2 separate regions of the Sus scrofa genome follow, and region 1 is linked to region 2. A link is a contact called in public HiChIP or PLAC-seq data. All regions are on one chromosome and are shown on one strand. Each heading gives the region's core, a stretch centred on a gene start, on an enhancer-like site or on the middle of the called end of the contact. The rest is flanking DNA. Distances are from core to core; before and after follow the strand shown.

Region 1 (3,015 bases), core at 354-2,853, 100 kb after region 2:
ACAGGTGAACAGAAGTGAGGAAAACCACAGGCAGAGAGAGGGGAAGTCAGAATCGATGCACAGAAAGAAACAGAGATGTTAAGAGAAAGTGAGTTTAAAATCAGAGAGAGGAGTTCCTGCCATGGCTCAGTGGTTAACAAATCTGACTGGCATCTGTGAGGACATAGGTTCAAAGCCCCGGCCTTGCTTAGTGGGTTAAGGATCCGGCGTTGCCATGAGCTGCGGTGTAGGTTACAGACATGGCTCGGATCCTGTGTTGCTGTGGCTGTGATGTAGGCCAGCAGCTATAGCTCCAATTTGACCCCTAGCCTGGGAACCTCCATATGCTGTGGGCGCGGCCCTATATAGCAAAAAAAAAAAAAAAAAAAAAAAACCAGAAAATCAGAGAGAGATACAGAGAGACATGGAGAGACAAAGGGAGAAAGACCAGGGCAGGGACTCAGAGCCAAAGAGAATGGAACCTGGGGCTAGCCTCTTGGCCTCCTGACAGAGCCCTGATTTTAAGCCCCAGGAGTCCTTTCTACACCCTGGCACCTAGCCTTGGGTTCCCGTAAGGTCTCTGGAGCCTCACAGCAACCCTTTCTACATGAGCTCATGAGAGTGCACCTCTGTTGCAACCCCAAAATTCTGACTTCAGCAGTCTGATGCCAAAGCCATTCTTACTCCACCTGACCAGACACCTCCTACCCGCTCATTCACAGTAAGGGCAATACCCAAAATGTGCCACAAGGACAGTCGAGAAGCCAAGTTTCCACAGACCGAGTTCCGCGTCTCTGCTGCTTTGGTTATCCTTCTGCTACCACCATCCCTGAGTAAAGACTGGGTCTCTGTCTCCAGGCCACTCTCTACCAGTCCCAGCTTCCCCTCCAGGTCTGCTCTCCAGGCCTCCTGCCACCATGGTTACAGCAGCTCGAAGGTCATCAAGCCAGGTGGTCGGCCCTGAACACTGCCTCCCCTGTCATTCCTACATGTCTTCTCTCCCAGCACTCAGAAGTGGGCTTTGTAAAGTCCAGGAATTAATCTGGATAGAGTGTAAGTAAAAGCAGAGGCTGTTTTGTCAAGAGATTAAGATGTGAGCAGACCCTGGCTTCTTGTCTGGATTCTCTTCCTAACTGGCTGTGTCACCTTGGGCAAGCTGTCGACTTCTCTGCGTCTTGGATTGCTTGGGTATCTATACAATGACAGGGAGGGCAGATGACATGCAGCTCTGACTTTCAAAAATCCCAATTTCAATGCCATCCCCTTTGATGGACATTTGGAGAAGGGGATCTTGGATCCTTTCTGGGATTTGTGCTTAATCATCACATCTGTTCTGGTTGCAAGTGTCCAAAAAGTAACTATATATAGCAGCACTGACCAGATTGTACAAAAGGAGCCAAATTCGCAGGGAAGGCATGAATACACACTAAGTGAAGATTCAAGCAAAAGGAAGGAGGATCTCATACCTAAGAGAAGGCTTGTGGCACCAACAGCTTTAGGAACTCGTGGGCAACTGTGTGAACAACAGAGGTGCAAGGGCGTGTGCATTGCTGAATTCGCACATTTCTAAGGCATCTATCACAGCAGGCCGGCTTGCAGGCTTTATTTAGGTAAAACTCCCATTGAGCTTCAACTCCCAGGGCCCTGTCTGACTCAGAGCTTCAGAATCTTGGCCTGTGGTGCGATGAGTCATGGTGATGAAATTTTAAGAGAAAAGGACATTCTTAAAATTAGCTTTGAGACAGCAACTGGCAGTACTTTTGCCCTGTAAGAGCCTTTTCCAGGTTATTTTAGTTGGTGTCCTCTTTAAAGGGACCCAGAATGGCTGGGTGAATTCTGCCTGTGGTTCCCCAGCCCTTGGTCCTTCAGATTCCTAGCACTCCAGACGTTCTCGCTCATTCCTTTCAAGGAAGCAAGTGAAGGACGGGGCCACTGACCCTCAGGCCTGGTCTGACCTTCACACTTCCGCCTGTGATCTTGTGATGGTTCCAAGAGGGGCTGGAGCTCCCAGAAGAGCCTAAGGCTAGGGCTGGACTGGGTCAGGTTGACCACCCCAGCGCTAGAAGTTCCACCAGCAAACAAAGATGGAGTGTGAGGGTCTCCTCTTACCCAACCTCACAATTCCTCTGACTCTGCACAGGCCCACTTTGTGCCTTTTGACCAAACCTCCTCCCAGGGCAGGAAATCAAAGCTGACACTGACTTTGCAGTCAGAATATTTCCATGAGCAATGAGATGTGGATGAACAATTTCTCCACTGTTCCCTGGACAACAGAGGGTTCTGTTGAAACCGGGCAGGCGTGGCTCAGCTCCCATTCTTATTTCCCCTGATGGAGAGCTTGCCCTCCTCAGTGTCTCCGGCCCTCCTCAGGGACATGCTGTCCTATGGGGACAATTGGGATTTCCCTCAAAAATCCAAATGGACAAAGAGCTACCCAGGGCTTCAGGGAACCTGACTGGAGCTGCAAGTAGAAACCAAGGGCACAGGACAGCTGTTGAGATTTGAGAAGGCCCAACAGGTATAAATATACCTCCCTTCTGTCAAGTCCCTTCTAGCAACATGTTTACATTCATTTAATCATTCATTTAACAGGAAACGGCTGCAAACCAACCATACACCATCACGATGCTGCTTACAGGGACTATTGGCATGAATAGGCTAGAGTTGCTGCCCATGGACCACTCATGTTTTAATATGGTGGATCCTGGTAAGCAATCTGTTGTAGTATGAGATGAGGCGGTGTGCTACAATAGAGGCTCATACAAAATATTATGAGATACAGAGAGAAGGAATGGAAGGTAGGCACCAAGAGAAAGGTGAAGGTTTTTATTAATAATTAAGAAAATGAACAAAAAACAGGTAACACCTCTTCTGGTTTGTGTTACTGGTATGTTGATCAAGCATGATTCATGGCACATGATAAATGCAACTTTATCATTGATTCCTCCTATCCTGGTTCTTTCCCCCCACCCCTACTGGTTTATGGTCAAAGCCACAAGCAAGAGGAAAGGCAGGGATAGGAAGGCTTTGATTTGA
Region 2 (2,718 bases), core at 118-2,617:
GTTGGATATTTTATAATTCAGACATTTTGCTAATTCAGCCAATCCTTCTGCCCTCCAGGGCCTTAGTCCAGTTTTCTGAGGTTTTACATAATGGGCTCCATTTGACCGAGGGCCACTTGTCTCTGTACATTTTCCCGTCAAACTGTGATTTTCTCAGGCCTTGCGATTGGTTAAATAATGCAACACAGTCCAAGCTCCTGACTAGGCCTCCTTGGATGTAGGGTCTGGGTTTGGATCCAGGGCACAGTGGATGTCAAGGGAACTCTTCCAGACCTCACAAAGAAGCGTCCAGAACCAAAATGTTTCTGTTTTGAGGCCAGACTATCAAAACCCACCTATCTGAGCCAACTCCAAATTTCTCGATAATTGCTTCGAGAAGATTGTTTGCCTACTTGAAATACTCACTTCCCATCCTGACACAACGTTCTTTGAGGTTAATAAAAGGAGCGAAATCACCATTTTCAACAATTTCAACCCAGTGCCCGTGGAAAGAAAAACAATGTTTTTACTGGCACAGAATTCACGAGACTTAAGAACAATAAAGGTCAACTGCCTCATGTTTTAACAACTTTTTTTCTCTTCAGTCTTGGCGAATTTGTAAGCAAGAGTCTCAGAATTCTTCAACAAAAATGCAGAACTCTGAATAATTTCCAATTGGCCTGAGAATTTCTCTTGGGTAATCAACAGACCAGGCCTGGATAAAAATCTCTTCTGAAAGTTTTTATTTTCTTTCTTTCTTTTTTTTTTTTTTAAAGTACTTTAAAATTTAGAGTTTATTTATTCTTAAAAACAATCAAAAAACCATAAAATTGCCAAACTTTAAACTTGTAGTTGTAAATAAGGATGTGTTCAAGTTCAAGTTAACCTAAAACATAAGTTTAAGGTCAAGTCAGTCCAATCTCTTAGCATAATTTAATGAGGAAGATTTAGAGGGCTCAGGACAAGCAACATTCAAATCATAATCACAGTCTAGATTGGAATAACTATGAGATGGAAGGCCTGCATGAGACTTAAAGACAACCTAAGATATTAAAATATATATTGAATAATTTTTACACAAGTGAAAATGAATCCTTTTAAGCAAAAAAAAAAAAAAAAAGAAAGAAAGAAAGAAAGAAATTACTTTTTCCTTTAAGAGAGCCATGGATTTTAAGAATTTACAAGGCCTTTGTGGATTGTCTGGCCTAGAGATAATGTGTACGTGTTAACTGGAAGCTTCCTTCAAGCAATGGTTAGGAGGTGCCTGGGGTCCTGCGATAAACACTGGGAAGCCGCATCTGAGCTCAGTGAGGGGTGTCATGATTGATTAACAATACTGGCCATGGGCAGGGGACGATGTGAAAGGTGACAGGGCAAATGAAAGGACACGTGGAAGGACATATTCCAGATACATCTCACGGACCCAGTCAAACCTACGACCTTGACCAAAGAGATATCTGAGACCGCAGAGAAATTAAGTGTCTGCCAGTGGTCACACTGCTAGTTTGAGACAGAGCCAGAACGCGAGCTTGGCAGTCTGGCTTCACATTCCACATCCTCCTATCAACGGAAGTCATTAAGAAATGTATTGCACACTTTCCTGCCATAGTAAATGGATTAAAGGAAGACACTGGCATACCCAGTGGTGTCTACAGGGTTGTGGGGGTACACAAGGCTGTTTGTAGTTCACTCAGTGCTCTCATGAGCTGAGGATGCCTAACAGCAACTGTTAAAATATGAGGCTTTCTGGTAGACCTGGTAGATTTCTCATGCAGCGAGAGCGGGGCCAAGGCAACTGTGTTTTTATCACATGCTTAGGAGGTCTACAGACCCACAACCGGAAAAACAGTGAGGTTGTATCTTTTCTTTCTGCCAGTTCTGCTCTATGGTTTCCCATTTCACACTGTTCTCTGCATCACCTCTTTTCTCTCGTCTCTTTCTCCTCCCGTCCATATTTTTTTGATGTTTTCTTGTCTCCCCACTTTTTGGTGCACTACTCTTGTTCCTGGCTCTAGCTGCCATCATCAGCCTCCTTTCTACCTGGTGAACGGATCCATCCCAAGCCATCTTCCCAGATTTGGAGGCTTTCAGTGATTCCCAACCACTCCTCCTAGAAACAGAGACTCTGAAGCAGACTATGGGGATTCAAATCCTGACTCCACCTCTTATTGACAGTATGCCTTTGGGTAAATGACATCCCCCCTTCATGCCTCAGTTACCAGAGCTGTAAAATGGAAATAATAGTATCTGCTTCCCTGGCATTGTTGCGAGGATTAAACAATTTAACAAAAAGTAAAGTGCTTAGAACAAGATCTGGTATGTTAAAGTGCTATGTAAGTCTTGGCTATTACTCTGATTATTGTTGATTTCGTACTGTTTAAGGCTACCAGACAGTCAAGAGTCAAATCACTAAGGCATTGTTATAGAAAGAACAGCTTAATCCACAGCTCAGTCATGAGGTCATTTCACGGTAGCTCTGCGGGCCCTTCCAGCAAGCAGTTATCAAGCGTTGTGTATCCAGATGTCTTGTGGACATGTGTTATACATACCCTGGGGGTTATACCTACCTTTTCCCCTAATACAGCAGCCATCTCTGGAGTGCCTGCCCAGCTCAAAATCACCACCACCAACACATGCCTGTTCCCCCTCCAGCAGCTGTGATGCACAATGTGGTCCCTTCCCACAGTCATGACTAGACCGGGGCGGCCACCTGTCTCAGGCTGGATTGGTCCACACTTT

Evidence for each region. HiChIP or PLAC-seq counts read pairs in DNA pulled down with a chosen protein or histone mark.
Region 1: a contact with region 2 is called in an H3K27ac HiChIP or PLAC-seq map of skeletal muscle. The contact joins two enhancer-like sites. A contact is called at or near these places in 7 of 47 Hi-C or Micro-C datasets (embryonic fibroblasts, liver, mesenteric adipose tissue and 3 more) and 1 of 2 datasets of contacts at active chromatin or transcription factors (skeletal muscle).

The regions. Positions count from the first base shown.
Region 1 is chr9:20,545,093-20,548,107 of Sscrofa11.1, forward strand. It overlaps a transcript of ME3 not described here. Among named protein-coding and RNA genes, the nearest start is that of PRSS23, 57 kb to the right of the region's middle. Within about 2 kb of position 1,604, at least 46 of the 83 cell types and tissues checked have an H3K27ac peak or open chromatin away from gene starts, as enhancers often do. A contact at or near this core is called in omental adipose tissue and skeletal muscle, where this site is marked.
Region 2 is chr9:20,443,909-20,446,626 of Sscrofa11.1, forward strand. All of the region lies in intron 2 of ME3 (malic enzyme 3), which reads right to left. Among named protein-coding and RNA genes, the nearest start is that of ME3, 44 kb to the right of the region's middle. Within about 2 kb of position 1,368, at least 11 of the 83 cell types and tissues checked have an H3K27ac peak or open chromatin away from gene starts, as enhancers often do. A contact at or near this core is called in omental adipose tissue and skeletal muscle, where this site is marked.